Regions from separate parts of the Zea mays genome. Here all the other regions are linked to region 1. Evidence: chromatin contacts called from public Hi-C data. All regions are on one chromosome and are shown on one strand. Each heading gives the region's core, a stretch centred on a gene start, on an enhancer-like site or on the middle of the called end of the contact. The rest is flanking DNA. Distances are from core to core; before and after follow the strand shown. Region 1 holds the start of LOC103652370 (homeobox-leucine zipper protein HOX10). Region 2 holds the start of LOC103650928 (extradiol ring-cleavage dioxygenase). Region 3 holds the start of LOC103650922.

Region 1 (4,650 bases), core at 1,458-3,957:
TTTTACTCACGTCGTCACCAACCCTGATGAACTACTGGTAATACTTCTCTTTTATCGAAATAGTTGAAATTTTAAACTTTTAGACATCTTGTTTGACTGTTCATCTTATTAAAAAACCATTGTTTATTTTTATGACTTATTTATTTTTATTATTTTTTAAAAAAATGAATAAGGCAAATGATCAAATATGGCATCTACAAGTAAAAGGAAAATGTTAATTATTTTAGGACGAACAAGACTATATGCCAATAAGCTTAGTACTCCCTCAGCCCTAAAATAAAATTTGTTTTACTTTTTAGTTGATTCATACAATAATCAATATATTTGTTTTATATATGTGTCTAGATTTATTATCATTCATTTGAACATAGACCTAAAAATAAAGAGCTAAAATGAATAATATTTTGGAACGGAGGCATTAGTTTATTTCCACTTTAAGGCTTATTCTGTTAGGCTTTGTTTGGGTAATCTATTATTGACCACAATCCATATGTGTTGAAGTGGATTATGGTGTAAATTAGTTTATTTTACACTTCAATCGATCTCAACACATGTAGATTGGAGTTAATACATCCAAACTAGCCCTTAAGGCCCTGTTCGGCAGCCCAGGATCCAAGCCAGGTCAGTAACAAAGCCAGCCTAGGATCGAGTGAATCATGGGTCGTCACTCATTCCTGTCACCAGCCCGTTTTTAGATCCGGATCCAGTCCGGAAGGTAGGTCACCTGGGCTCGTTCCAGGCCGAGGATTAAGGGATGGGAATTAAAATCAGGCGGGTTTGTTTCTAGCCCAAATCAAAACGAACAACTCTAGGAGACTGGACCAAATTTTAAACTGGGCTGATTCGTTCATGCCGAAATGAGGTAGGGAATGAGCTTATCCAGCCAAAACGAACGAGGCCTAAGGGTAAATTGGAGGGGATTAAATCTCCTCTCATACAAAATTTGTATGGGAGGGAATTAAATCTCCTCCAACGTATCCTCTCAATCCACCTCAAACCGAACAAGTAGGGGAATTGAAAAGGATTAATTGTATATGAGGGAATTTAATTATCTCAAATCCTCCTCAGTCCCCATCGAAGAAGCGAAAATATTAGCGGATAGTGGTAGTAGTGGGCGCAGATGTTCACGTCACATTTGGCACGCCGATTGGCAGCTTATTGCCGGAATCTAGCTAGCTAGCCTAAAGTTTGGCCGTGCTGGAAGCGCGACACTGGACCAAACCTGGAATATATACCTGGTTTGGGAGCGGAGACTCTTGTCTGGTCAGTGGTGTGTAACCACTGATTAATCCGGCGATGATGTGGCGTGCATGCGTTCTGCCGTCGCGAGGCGAGGGTACCATAGCAAGAGGATAATGCGTTGGGCAGGGGCAGGCACAGCCACAGGAGGATAAGGATAATGTGATCAGCTGGTTAGATTAGGAATCTGCTTACTCGTGTCGGTATGCAGCAGTGTGCATCTTCTCTCCTCCACCCTACTAAGCCCCCAAATTCCTGTTCAAATTAAATGTAATCAACCAGTTAACCATCAAGGCTTGTACGTGTCGTGAGCGTACATGTCGTTCTGGTTTTTTGCTGCGAACGAACGAAGCACCCGGGTCAGCTGGCACTGCACCAAACAATATTTGGCCTTGGAAGTGGAAACAGTAGTAGGTGCGTTGACCTGGCCGAAATGTGCCGAGCACGTGCCTGCTTCGCTGAATTCACCGAGCGGTGTTGGTTTGGTGTGGACGGTTTGACTCGATGCCTTTCGTGGGGTGTCAGGGGCCAACTCTGACCGTGCTTATCGAACACACAATTAATGCGGTGATATAGGAGGCGCGTATATATATGCGTTGGCGTTGAAGTGTGTGGATTGTGGCTGCTAGCTCCAATTAGTAGGCCGCGTTAGGCCGAAACTAACCGGACAAGCAAGGCGAAGAAGAAAGAAAAAATACGTGGCGACGCCGACGCGAAGTTGACTGACCCCCTCGGCCCTCGGCATGCATGTCACAGTTCGCACGTAACTGGTCTATGGCTCACCAGCCAGGACTCTTCGGTGTCTATTCGTCTCAAAACTGGTGAAGTGGGGTTGCGTTCATCCGGAGACGGGACCGAGCTGAACCCCACGGGCCTCCGTCGAAATCGCAGGCACTGTTGGCATGTAGCAATCGCCACGCTCTTCTGTGGATGCCTTAGGGCATGTACAATGGTGTTTAATGTGGAGACTCTTAATGTGTTTAAGGGGTGTATTTGCAAAAAAATCTTAGAGCGATCTCTCCGTGAAGAGACGCCTCTGGCTCGTAAACCAAGTAGTAACAGACACCTCACTTCCTATCGTACGAATTTGTCGTCTGTTCTATCGATCTGCTGTTGTACAAATGCATTTAATTTTGTATTTATTAGTAGACTGCATTTATAGACACTCCATTGTATAATAGAGTCTCTTAGTTGTCTCTTGTGCTTGGAGAACCGTTTTGATGTCTCTCCACTGTACATGCCCTTATATCCGCTCTTGGTTCTGGCTCGTTTTCCAGGTGGCGTGCACCGACGTAGGTGCTCCCACTCGCACCCGGTACCCGGCTAGCAGGTGAGGTGACCCACACACGCACCCTGGCCTGGGCACCGACGCACGCAGGTTCAAAATATTCTCGGCTGGCTCCCGTCCGTCTGACTCTGCCCTGCCTGGAGGATCCGCTGTCGCCTGGGCACGCGCGGACGGGCACCCATGCCGCGCACGGAAATCTGTGAAGAAACGCGCTTCCCCGTGCCTTCGAGGAAGAGCTGGAGTGAGCTGCACCTGCACGGGGTCAGCCCAGCCGTGCCAGCCATCCACATGGTGTCGCAGTCACGCACCCGTGGCGAGGTCATCAGGGAGTCCGCGTCAGACACGGGTCAGGGAAGAAGGTCTCTATCTGTCTCTCAATCGTACCGCCATTCACGCCAGACGTAAATGGACGGAGAGTTGAGCACGGCAGGAAAACGACCTTTTCAAGTAGAGTAGCTAGTACTGGCAGAAGCAGATCCTGATGGTGTCAATCGGCCTATTCACTTGGTCACCACGTACTGTATATAGGAGCCGCTCTCTTTCTCCACAGCAGACCGTTGAGTAAAGACGACGAGGAAGTTCATCGAGTGCGGCCGGCCGCGACATGGCAAAATCTGGTGCCGCACATCGCAACGCAGTTTAGTACGTTGTTGCTTCTCATCAAATCTCAAACGCTGCTCGGCTGCTGTACTGTACTGCGAGCCATGGTGCTGACAAAATCGCCTTCCGTGTGCTTCTTCCATCCCCATCAGACTCTCCTCTCACTCTGCCGCGGAGCGATAAGAACGCGCGGCCAATTTTCTAGTCGATGCCAGCGGAGCCGTGCTCGTCGTTTCCATCCTCGGCTGTCACATGCATCCATCCACGACCACGCGAGAGGAATCCAATCTAGCCAGAGCCAGCTTTGTTCCATATATGATGTGGATCGCGTGTCCCGTTCGTATTCCAATCAGTCGGGACGGCTGCAAGAAATTGCCCCGCGCGCTCGTCATGGCTGGGGGACACCAAATCATAGGCTTGGTGTCTACTCCCCCATCCTGCTGATCTCCGTGGCAAAGCCATGCATTGTTTGATTGCGTCCACGGTATAGAGCAAGAGCATTATCACCACCTGCAATTATAGTTCTGAAGAAACAGTTCAGTTCCGTCATGGGTTCCACGCGCGCTGGCTGCATATATAACAGCCACGATTTCCGATCTCGGACATACAGTCATACACGCTTCTGTTCCCTTGCGGCGGAGATTGTCCTAACCGTTTGACGCTCGTAATAACCGTGTTAACTAGTTTGGTATGCAGAGCCACAAATCAATAGTACACTGTGCGACGATTTCGGATATCTCCAGACACCCAGGCGGGGGAGGGCTCTGTCCGGCCGACCGTGTCGTTAGTATTGCCAGATGGATCACGAGCGCTGATAGCGCATTATGCCGATCGTATCTGCGCCTGAGCCGCAGCCGGATTCATCAGTGCTACTATATTCTAAAAAATGCTGGCCCTCAGCTCGTTTTAATTAATGTCCTTCTCGCTCACTGAACAAGCGCCGCAGCGCAGCGCAGATAAACAAAGCCATCCGTGCGATCTGATCTGACCCCCGCGCCATGCACGTCCAGATTCCATCTGTGGCGCGCGCTAGCACTAGCAGCGCGATATGACCGGGATGCCAACCTGTGTGATGTTTTATTTGCATTGTGCTTGAGTACGTCCGACCGGGAGTGGGAGGAGTCTGATCGATGCCCTGTCCCGCGGAGGACACAGTCACAGAGCTGGCCAAGCTATCAGAAGTACAATAATGAACTCGACACATAAAGAAGTAAAGTGAATAGACTTTCACGTAAGAGCCAGGGCGCTTCAAGATAAAAAGATGAAAACAATACATTCATCTAATAGCCAACCTTAGAACCAGCTTTATTATATGAGCGTGTTTATTGTTAGTTTTAGATGACATAGTAAGTAGTTACATCCAACAATAGACTCTATTATTAAACTTGCTATCATGATTCTTGGCACAGAGAAGAAAAAAAAAACCATTCCGGATTTTGACCCCGGTGGCAGCGATCTGCCGGTGCCCGCGTGAATAAGCGACGCCCGTTAAGCCCTCTTTTTTACACTAAAACGTGCTTACC
Region 2 (4,650 bases), core at 1,383-3,882, 200 kb after region 1:
ATCAAACCAAACAAGCTGTAAAAAGGTTCCACTAAATTCTCCATCTATACACACTACAACAGTAAAATATCATTTTCTATACATATTCATTGTCTATTATCAAATTTTTTCCAACTAATAAATACTGGCGTGCACGCAAAGGCGAGGCAAGATGGTTGGCTACCACACCCCTAAAGCTGGTGGTTCCCTATAGTTTCCCCTTAAGGGCTTGTCCGGTTACGCCTATCCAAAAGGGGATTGAATCCCCTCCTAGTCATTTTTTACTAGGAGGGGATTCAATCCCCTTAAACCCCTTGCTGGATTGACATAACCGAACAAGGCCTAAACTGTAGCACGTAGAGGAAGGGAAACGGGTGACGTAAAACAATTTTAGCCCCCTAAACAACTACAAGAGTAGGGGACAGGGCACCGTTGAACGTAGTCTTGCTGTATCACTTGCTCCACTAGTCACCTTCCAAAGCAGGAAATTTGTACGGTTGAGTTTGCAGATAATGGCATCCGGGTACCCATAGAGTTGTACACCCCACAAGATGGGAACAACTTGGGCCTTCCAAAGCAGAAAATTTGTACGGTTGAGTTTGCAGGTAATGGCAGTAGCAATGGCGGAGGAGGTGACAACAGAAGTGGTGGAAGCGCTCGCCGAGGAGTGTAGAACGATTGAGGTGGTGGAAGACATGGTGAAAACGGATCTGGCTTTGGTACCAGATGTATTTGTCATAGGGAACCTCTATGGGTTTGTGTTTCATATATAGTGTTGTACATAATACAATCACAACAACCATATCCACAATATCTGATACAATTGTACCTTACCATCTATAGTATCGACCATACCTAAATTGTGTTACTTGACTTGTTTACATGTTGTCGTAGCCGATACAGGAAAGAATTGATGAAACTGCAGCTGATAAACGAACCGTGGAATCAGGTCTAGCAGCAATGTGTTAGGATTTGTACTCATGACGATTGTTCGGTTTGCCACCAAACCTTTTTTTATTAGAGCTCCAAGGCTGATGTCTAGGCCGTCTTGATTTGTTAAATCTCACAAGATTGGAACCTTTTACCTGACATAAGGTGTTTGATGGCATCCACTTTTATAGGTGTTATGGTGTGCTCAAGTGCCAACTTGATCTAGAACTAAGACCATATCCAACAGTTTACCATATGGTTACACAAAACACTGGTTTGCATGGTTATGTATTATAGACTGTAATGTTCGTAGAGTGAACTTTAAATATAGTGATGATAATGAGTAAGCTGTCCAATAAAAAAACAAAAATTTCGCTAATCGAGTCAAATACCTAAGTTTATGAGTTTATGACAATTGAGCCCGGGCAACTGTAGCATCAACAAATCATCAATGGAAAATATGGTTTTATATATAAGAAAATGTTACCAAACTATTTTCAACTTTATTGTGCGCTCTAAAATTAGATAAAAGATTCACGCCGTGTACGACAAAATAATAATAAAATGAGCACACTTGTAGGACGTTGCAGTGGTAGCTATACTAGTATTCACGCTTTACGTGGAACGGGAGCGTAGTGGGCGTATGGAGGCCAGTACAAGTGAAGCTCCATCTTGTACGTCACCGTTCGTCCTCGCAAGTCCACCGGCGAGGACCGGACGTATCCCAGCGCGTACGCGAAGTCGCCGGTGCCACCCACCACCGGGTAGTCGGACGGCTTGGTGTTGTAGGTGCCCCCAAGGACCGAGACGGAGCCCCGGTGGCCGCGGTGGTGGACCGTGATCTTGGCCAGCGACATGCTCTGCAGCCCGTCGAGGCTGGTGGTGATGGAGGTCCCCTCCGCGACGCCCGCCACCCGGGAGTCCCTGTCCGCGCGCACCGTCAGGTCGTCGCGGAAGACGTAGATGGTGCCGAAGGGCGTGGTGGTCTGGCTGACGCCCGCGCCCGCGACGCCGTCCACCACGATGTAGCCGGTCCTGTTGATGGTCTCGTGCTGGTACAGCGTGAAGCTGAGCGTCTTCCCGTGCCCGTCTCGGCTCTCGGTTTTGTTCTTCGGCGTCGCAGCTGCTACTGCTACAGGCGGGATCTGAAACTGGAGGCGGTGGAGAAAGGCCACCAACACGCAGAGCAGCAAGCCCCTGGCACTGGCAGCGCTCGTCGTAGCTGCCATGGTAAAACCGAAAGATCGCTACTGGATTATTATGCCTCCTCACTTGTGGCTTATCGTGGAGTTTGGAGCTTTTATGCACTGCAGCCTGGCAGCCAGAATGGACTAGCGATAGATTCTCAAACAGCTGATCTTGACGAAAAAAAATGACGGATCGAGACACTGGACATTCGGTCGCCGTCGGAGTAAACCTGATCATCTAGATGGTAGACTTTTGGTGGAAGACACCGTTCTTTCTCTCTCTGAACTCTGAAGACTCGTGACCTGCCGTGCGACGTCCTGATACCAACTGCGGCTGTGTACCAGGTCGACGGGGAGATCGGATTTGCTCCGTAAATACGCACTGATGCGGTTGCTTATATGTCAGTGCGTTTGAAGTCTTCTTTTTCATCTTTCTCTCTTTTTGGTTTTTTAGGCGCACCTTTCTCTCATTTTAGTGAGAGTAGTTCTTTTCCTTTCCTAGACCCAAACCCAAGCAGACCTGTGGGCCGTGGCCTTGCTCGAGACCAACAGCAAATTTCGGCTGTGCCTTTGTATGTCCTAACAAGCCCATAGTGGAAGACCGGCCCGGTCCACGAAACCTGTTCTCTCCTGTTAACGATTCCATAGAAATACGCCGTCGTGCGTCATTGCTTACACGATAGTGACCACGCACGCCGCGGGCCGGCAAACCGTACCGTCGCCGGAAGATTCGTATTGCTTGCTGCGTTTCGACTTTGGATTGGACCCGTCCCCTTGCGACCAACCGAACCGCCCCTCAATCGTCTCTCTGAATCATCCCTCTCGCACTCTCGCGCTGCACGTGCTCTCCTCCACGGGCCACCACCACAAACCAAACGCGAGCGCGACGCACGCGCGCAAAAAGAAGATCCAGCGCAGCGAGCGCGACGACATAATGGGGCAGAGCCAGGGGAGAGCGGGCAGAGCCAAACCAGAGACGCGGCACGCGACGCGGGAGGGCGAGCAGCAGCGGCGGCGCGGCGACATCGCGAGGCCAGGGCCAGAAGCAACAGCCGAGGAGGGGCAGCAGAGGCGACCGCCGAGAGTCCCGGCCACCATGGACACCTTCTTCCTATCGCACGGCTCGCCCACGCTCTCCATCGACGACAGTATCCCGGCGCGGCACTTCTTCAAGTCATGGGTGCCGGCGAAGGTCGCGGGCGACCAGCCCCCGCGCGCCATCCTCGTCGTCTCGGGACACTGGGAGACGGCCACGCCGGCGGTCAACGTCATCCGCGGCAGCAACGACACCATCTACGACTTCTATGGCTTTCCCAAGCCCATGTACCAGGTGCGCTCGATGCCTACCTACCACCGTACTCCCTCCCTTTCTCCGCTCCCCGCGAATCCGTTGGGAAGCCTCACCGTTTTAGCAGATGACCCAGTGCGTCAAAATTAGGTTGGTAACATTGCGTCTCGGACTCTCTCGGTGGGTCCTTGTTTTCCTCTGCTCAGTGCTTTTGAGTCACCCCCACCAGATCATGGTCCGGTCCAATGCAGGTGCAGAAATGGGGATTCTTGTCGCGAATCATGAGACCATGCGCCTTTTTTTTATCCTGAAACAAGGATCGCTAGAGCCAGTGACCAATGTTCTGGTGAAATCAACATGAAAATCAGATGTGAACAGGCCATTGGGGAAAGTTGCCGGCCTAGAGCTTACGGTAGTTCTACAAAAATGAATCTGCATATGTAGATATCTACCTGACCTGAATAGGTAGTGAGATGCTTGATAGCTTGCTTGTCAGCAGCAAACTTAGGGGCAGTGAAGCTTGATGGCCCATGCGCATCGAAGTAGGTAAGGTGCGGTTGCCGCTAGCATTTACCGAATTGACTACATTATATAGCCTGGCCGGATTCTGTATTTCTCTTTTATGATCTCAAAGTTAAAAAAAAAAGAAGAAGAAGAAAGTAAAGAAAGGCATCTTTGCCAGTAAGGTGCGTTTTTTCTGTGATGTATGCCTACTGAATTCTCTCACGAGCAGTTGTTTTAATAGTATTCACAGTTTAGCTAGTGTTACATAGTACTTTAGCACCTGAATTTCATAATACTGTATAATGGTTGAGTCTTGAGATATCATATATGCATCCAGGATTAAGACTTTAGGTGCCCTCTAGGTCCCCAACCTTGTTTGATCTGACGTTAATTGAAATTTTGTAGTTTGATATATATATTTTTTGCGCTTAACTTAGTTTAGTTAAAAACAATTTATTCTTTTTTTAGGTACGTGTTTAGCCTCCATGTTTCCATTCCACTTATTAGGTAGAGACATCCACCAGCTTGTCTTTAGGTTCTATTTTACGACTGGTTGGTAGCTTATGCTTCTAGATAACGTGGCTTCAGTGAGCAGGTAGGTTGGTAGTAGCTAATATAATTCTGTACTTGGGATATTGCAAATCTCCGGGGCCCCACAATCATACCATAGACTATAAGCAGCTGTCGATTTCACCTCTAGAAGATGTAAATGTAAGTTCTAACTTCTGCAGCACTAATGCGGATTAGCGTAATTTGCTATCA
Region 3 (4,650 bases), core at 1,065-3,564, 180 kb before region 1:
AAACTGCAAAGCTCAACAGAAAAATTGGGACTTGTTCCTCTATGCTGTTAACAGCATGACCGTTTTTTACAGCAAAATGGCTGGAGTGTATTGGTGTTCAAGAAAATATTATGTTCTTAACCGTTTGTAGGCACTCCCTGTACCTGTATCAGCTAATATATGTTACTAGAAGACGATTGCTGATTAAAAACAATACCTCTATGATTAACCAACAAATTACAAAACTATGATTGAGCTATTAAAATGGTAACTCAACTTACCAGTATCATCAAAGTAGCATCCGATTCCTGTGGCAGATATTCCAATAGCATGGGCCTCAAGGTAAAGCACTTGACCAAGAATGCCAGTCTCCCAGAACAAACGAGGATACATCCATTCACCTTTCTCATGCAACACAGGCTCGAATCTAGCAATCATCCCAAGGCTAAAACATCCATGCGAGGCAATTTCCTGTATAAAAAGAAGAGGGTAAAATACCAAAATATTTGCATGTACTAGCACTAGCTTAAGTCCAACGATCAATTGGGATATTAAAGAGAGGAATATTAAAATTAGTTTGAAAGAGTTATTATAGCCAGATAAATAAATAGCTACTGGCACAACAAACAACACCATAAATAAATGAATAGCCTGAAACAACATTTGGCAATTCCATATACCTGAAAGCATGATATCTGCATAGCAAACTTCTGGCAATCTCCTTTCATCAGCCTGTAGAGTGGGAGACCATCAGGGCATCCTTCCGGCTGAACCCACTCAAAGTCCTGCCTCATAGCACGCTGCAACGCATCAAAGTGCTCCTCATTTCTCACCAGGAAATAAATCCCCCTGTGAAGCCCTGAGACACGATGCACAAATAGTGCAGCATGCACCTCTGCTTCCCATGGTAATACTCGGAATGGCAGAGCACTCTGCTCCCCTTGCCGTTCACCTGATCCAACCTCCCCTGATGGAAGGCAGTGCATCAGCATCTGATAAAATGTATCCCTTCCCATCACATGCACACCATCCATGTCCACCGCACTTCTCCTCTGACGTACTACCTCCTGCACTGTTAATTCCTTATACAATCCTTTGGACAAGGCTGGACTCTTCTGCCATGGCATCACAAAGAACCGTTCCCCCGGTGCAGGGCCATGCTTCTTAACTTGCTCTGCTGTGCGGTATATCACATCCCACACCACATGATCATTACTAAGTGCATTTGCCTTCCCCACCCACTCCAGCCCATCGAACACCTTCAGCTCCTCACTAATTCTACCATAGTCGACCTCCGGCTCAGACCCAACTGGGAATAGCAGAACCGCGCAATCTGGATGCTGCCGCTCCACCCACCGCGCCTTACCCTTGACCACTTTGTTAAGGAGCCCCTCCGGAACTGCAGCCGGGCTCCCTTTCTCCACCCCAACGAGCCTCCCGAGGTCCTCGTCCGACAGCCCGTCTAGTAAACGCGCGTCCCAACCCAGCGTGGCCGCGGCCAAGGCAACCGCTGCGAGCGCGTGCCCCACGTCATGGTTGCAGTACCGCAGCGCCCGCTCTCCATACTTCCACGCCTCTCGCCAGAAGACTGACGATAGAGCCAGGATCGCCATCCCCGGCGCAGACAGAATCGCGGAACAATCCCTAATTGGTGCGGTAGCACGGGCCTCGAGGAGATGGTCGCGGGGCGCGTAGTGCGCGATGGCGAGGCGGTCGACCTCTCGCGGATGCGGGAAGACCAGGTGGGCCTCGGTGGGGTGCAGGTTGCCGCTGCTGGGGTTAACGCGGAGCGACCAGGTTGAGAGGCCCGCGGACTTCCAGGCGGAGAGCGCGAGGGAGTGGAAGAGCAGCGCAGAGAGGGAGTCGAGGGTGAGCGGCTGCGGCGGCGGGGGTGGGGAGTGGAAGAGAGCAGGGTAGGGGACGGGGGCGAGCGGAGGTGGGTTGGGGAGCGGTAATGGCGGTGCGGGGGAGAAACGGAGGAAGGGGTTGGGCTGGTTGGCCCAGTCGAGGCGGCCCGGACCGCGCGCGTAACCGGCGGTGGGACTGTGCTTGGTGCGGCAGTGGTAGTCGGCGGCCGCGGAGGTGGAGGTGGAGGAAGAGGGGGAAGAGGAGGTGGACATGGCGACACAGCCCAGGGCAGCGAGAGGGAAGCTGCGGCGCGGGCGCGACAAGAGGTGGTGGCGGTGGCGGAGGAGCATTTCTTCGAGCGGGCGCGGCAAAGATGTGTCCGCCGGAGGAACGGGTGGAAGGATGCGGAAGGTTCTCCAACTTGTTCCTGGATTTTTTTTTCCTTTCTTTGATTGAAGCATTGAACTGCATGTTAGACCGTCGCCAGCGAGATAATTGCCATTATGGAAGAAGAGAGAAGCGGTTTCGACGAAATGGAGGCGTTGGCGTTGGCTTCTCTGTTTTGGAGACGCAGACGACAGACAAACTCTAAAATAGATACGAAACACTCACTTAGGCTGCACAATTCTCTGTTTTGGAGACGCAGACGACAGACAAACTCTAAAATAGATACGAAACACTCACTTAGGCTGCACAAACAGGTATCAGTGTCCTTTCACCGTTTACCGTCGCCGTGCTCAGACGCCGTCTGGCGTCGTCTTCTTCTCTCCGTCGCTTCTCCTCTGTCGCAGAATTAGAGTGCTCTCGGGGCTGGACATCTCAAGCTCCATCCTTCCATATGCCTGGTTCCTGCTCCCAGCGCCCCTCAAGCTCCATCGCACCGAGTAGCTCCCCTGCTCGCCATGGATGTGCGCCGAGCTCCTCGCGCGGGCCAAGAGCTCCCCTGCTCCCATGGCGGCTGAGCTCCCTGGCTCGGTCCTGCTCGCCCCAGCGGCCGCTCCTCTTTCCTCCTCCCATTTCTCAGCGCGTCGTGGTCTTCCCCAAGCTCCCTTCCATGGCGTCCTCCCTGCGCGCGCAAAGTCCCTGCGCTCGCCGGCGCCTGCTCCTTGGAGTCCCCTACGCCCGGCCATGGTCACCGCGAGCCGTGAAATTCCCTGCGCGCCTGCCCCCATGCCGAGCTCGGCCCCTGGCTTCTCTGCTGCGCGCACGCGGTTTCCTCGCTCCTCCCTCATCCCGTTTCTCTCCCTGTTGCGCGCGCTTGAGCGCCCTGGCGTTCGCCATGGCCACCGCGCCGTGGAACTCTGCGCGCTCGGGCCCTGCTCGCTCCCTATGCTCGCGCCCAGCCGAAGTTTCCTGCACGTGCTCGTCGGCCAGAGCTCCTAGCTCGCATCCCTCCAGCTCGTCAGCCGTGTGCCCAGTCTCCAACTCCTTCCCTGTCGCGCCGTCGTCGAGTACCTTGCGGCGCCCTGCTCCCATTTGCTCGTCTCCATGGCTGCGCAGCAGACCGTGATGCTCCAGCTCGGCCTGCGTGCCGCTGCGCTCGCCCATGGTGGCGCATCCCTCTCCCAGCCGTCGAATCCCGCCGTCCGCGCTCTGTCCAGTCCCCAGCTCGGTTTTCCTCGGTCGCGGACACCGTCGCGCTCGGGCCCTCCAGATACGCACGTACACGTATCTTGCCAGCCGTAGCCATTGACTCTCTCACTGGGGTTCACTCCTCTTGCGTGTGTGGTTTCCTTGCAGTTGGGTACGGGCCCTACTTCGGCAAGAAGGTGGATCCGGAGCCCGGGCGGTGCCGGCGTACGGACGGCAAGAAATTTCTGGATTGGGGATGCTGGCTGCGTGAACAAGATACGGCGGCGCCATGCTTTTGACGGCGTGAGCACGGAGTGAATTTAATGTTGACACTAGAGCTAAATCTCTGTCTGTTGTCCATATCAGGAAGAGTCTGTCGCCTGCGTCTCTAAAACAGAGAAGCCAACGCCAACGCCTCCATTTCGTCGAAACCGCTTCTCTCTTCTTCCATAATGGCAATTATCTCGTCGCCAGCAGCTTGCGGAGTGGACTGCGCATGCGCAAATTGAGTAAAAAAATGTAACTGTTCACACTGCAGCAGTCCTCGCATGCGCATGCGGAAAATGAGCGAACGGCCTAGACGCTGCGGAAATTCGCGCGTTCTCTCTCCATCTCTCATCCTGTGAACCATTCTATATTTGCGACACGTGTGCTACAGGGAGATGTTTTGCATTGAATCCGCATTCAAGTCCGCAAGCTGCTGGAACGATCAACATTTTTGCGCATGCAAAGTAATGGGCTCCACGGACGATATTGCGCGAACAACGCATCCGCAGCGGAGAGCTGCTGGCGACGGTCTTAGGGCCTGACTGTTCAAATTAGGGTTGTTTAAATTCACTAAAACTAATAATTAGTTGTATAAAAAATGGCGTGAAGTTATGAGATGAGTGGGGTCGCCGCTCAAGAAATAAAGGTTGCCACTTAGAGCACACAATTTCATGCCTCTATTCGTAAGATTGTTCGCTGTGTTTTATACATTATTTTGTCGTTATGTATTATAACTATGGATTGTATTGTAGTTCGAACAGCTGCAACTACACATATCTCGCCATCGATGAGTGTTTTGACTCTATGGATTACAACTACATAATAGTCGAACAACTTCTACAGTATTTTGTCTCTATGGATTACAAATACAGAGCAGCCAAATGGACTGTTGTAGCTATATTTCATAGAGACAAAATATTGTATAAGCCGCAGACAGATTAAAGCTGCAGCAAGCCGCAACGAACAAGTCGTTCATAAAGACAA

Evidence for each region. Hi-C and Micro-C count contacts between places; a contact is called where the count stands out from the background.
Region 2: a contact with region 1 is called in a Hi-C map of tassel, with 2.2 times the contacts expected there. The contact joins the promoter of LOC103650928 here to the promoter of LOC103652370 in region 1. A contact is called at or near these places in 3 of 25 Hi-C or Micro-C datasets (ear, leaf and tassel).
Region 3: a contact with region 1 is called in a Hi-C map of endosperm, with 3 times the contacts expected there. The contact joins the promoter of LOC103650922 here to the promoter of LOC103652370 in region 1. A contact is called at or near these places in 9 of 25 Hi-C or Micro-C datasets (bundle sheath, ear, endosperm and 3 more).

What each region holds. Positions count from the first base shown.
Region 1 is chr3:176,797,135-176,801,784 of Zm-B73-REFERENCE-NAM-5.0, forward strand. LOC103652370 (homeobox-leucine zipper protein HOX10) reads left to right here and starts at 2,708. Exons shown (of 5, transcript XM_008677972.1): 1 at 2,708-2,886. The coding sequence starts at 2,708.
Region 2 is chr3:176,995,361-177,000,010 of Zm-B73-REFERENCE-NAM-5.0, forward strand. It overlaps LOC103650928 (extradiol ring-cleavage dioxygenase), which reads left to right and starts at 2,633. Exons shown (of 3, transcript XM_008676524.3): 1 at 2,633-3,426. The coding sequence starts at 3,031. It overlaps LOC100278150, which reads right to left and starts at 3,563. Exons shown (of 1, transcript NM_001151519.1): 1 at 1,362-3,563. The coding sequence starts at 2,138. The coding sequence ends at 1,518.
Region 3 is chr3:176,618,378-176,623,027 of Zm-B73-REFERENCE-NAM-5.0, forward strand. LOC103650922 reads right to left here and starts at 2,315. Exons shown (of 3, transcript XM_008676517.4): 1 at 660-2,315; 2 at 261-450. The coding sequence starts at 2,288.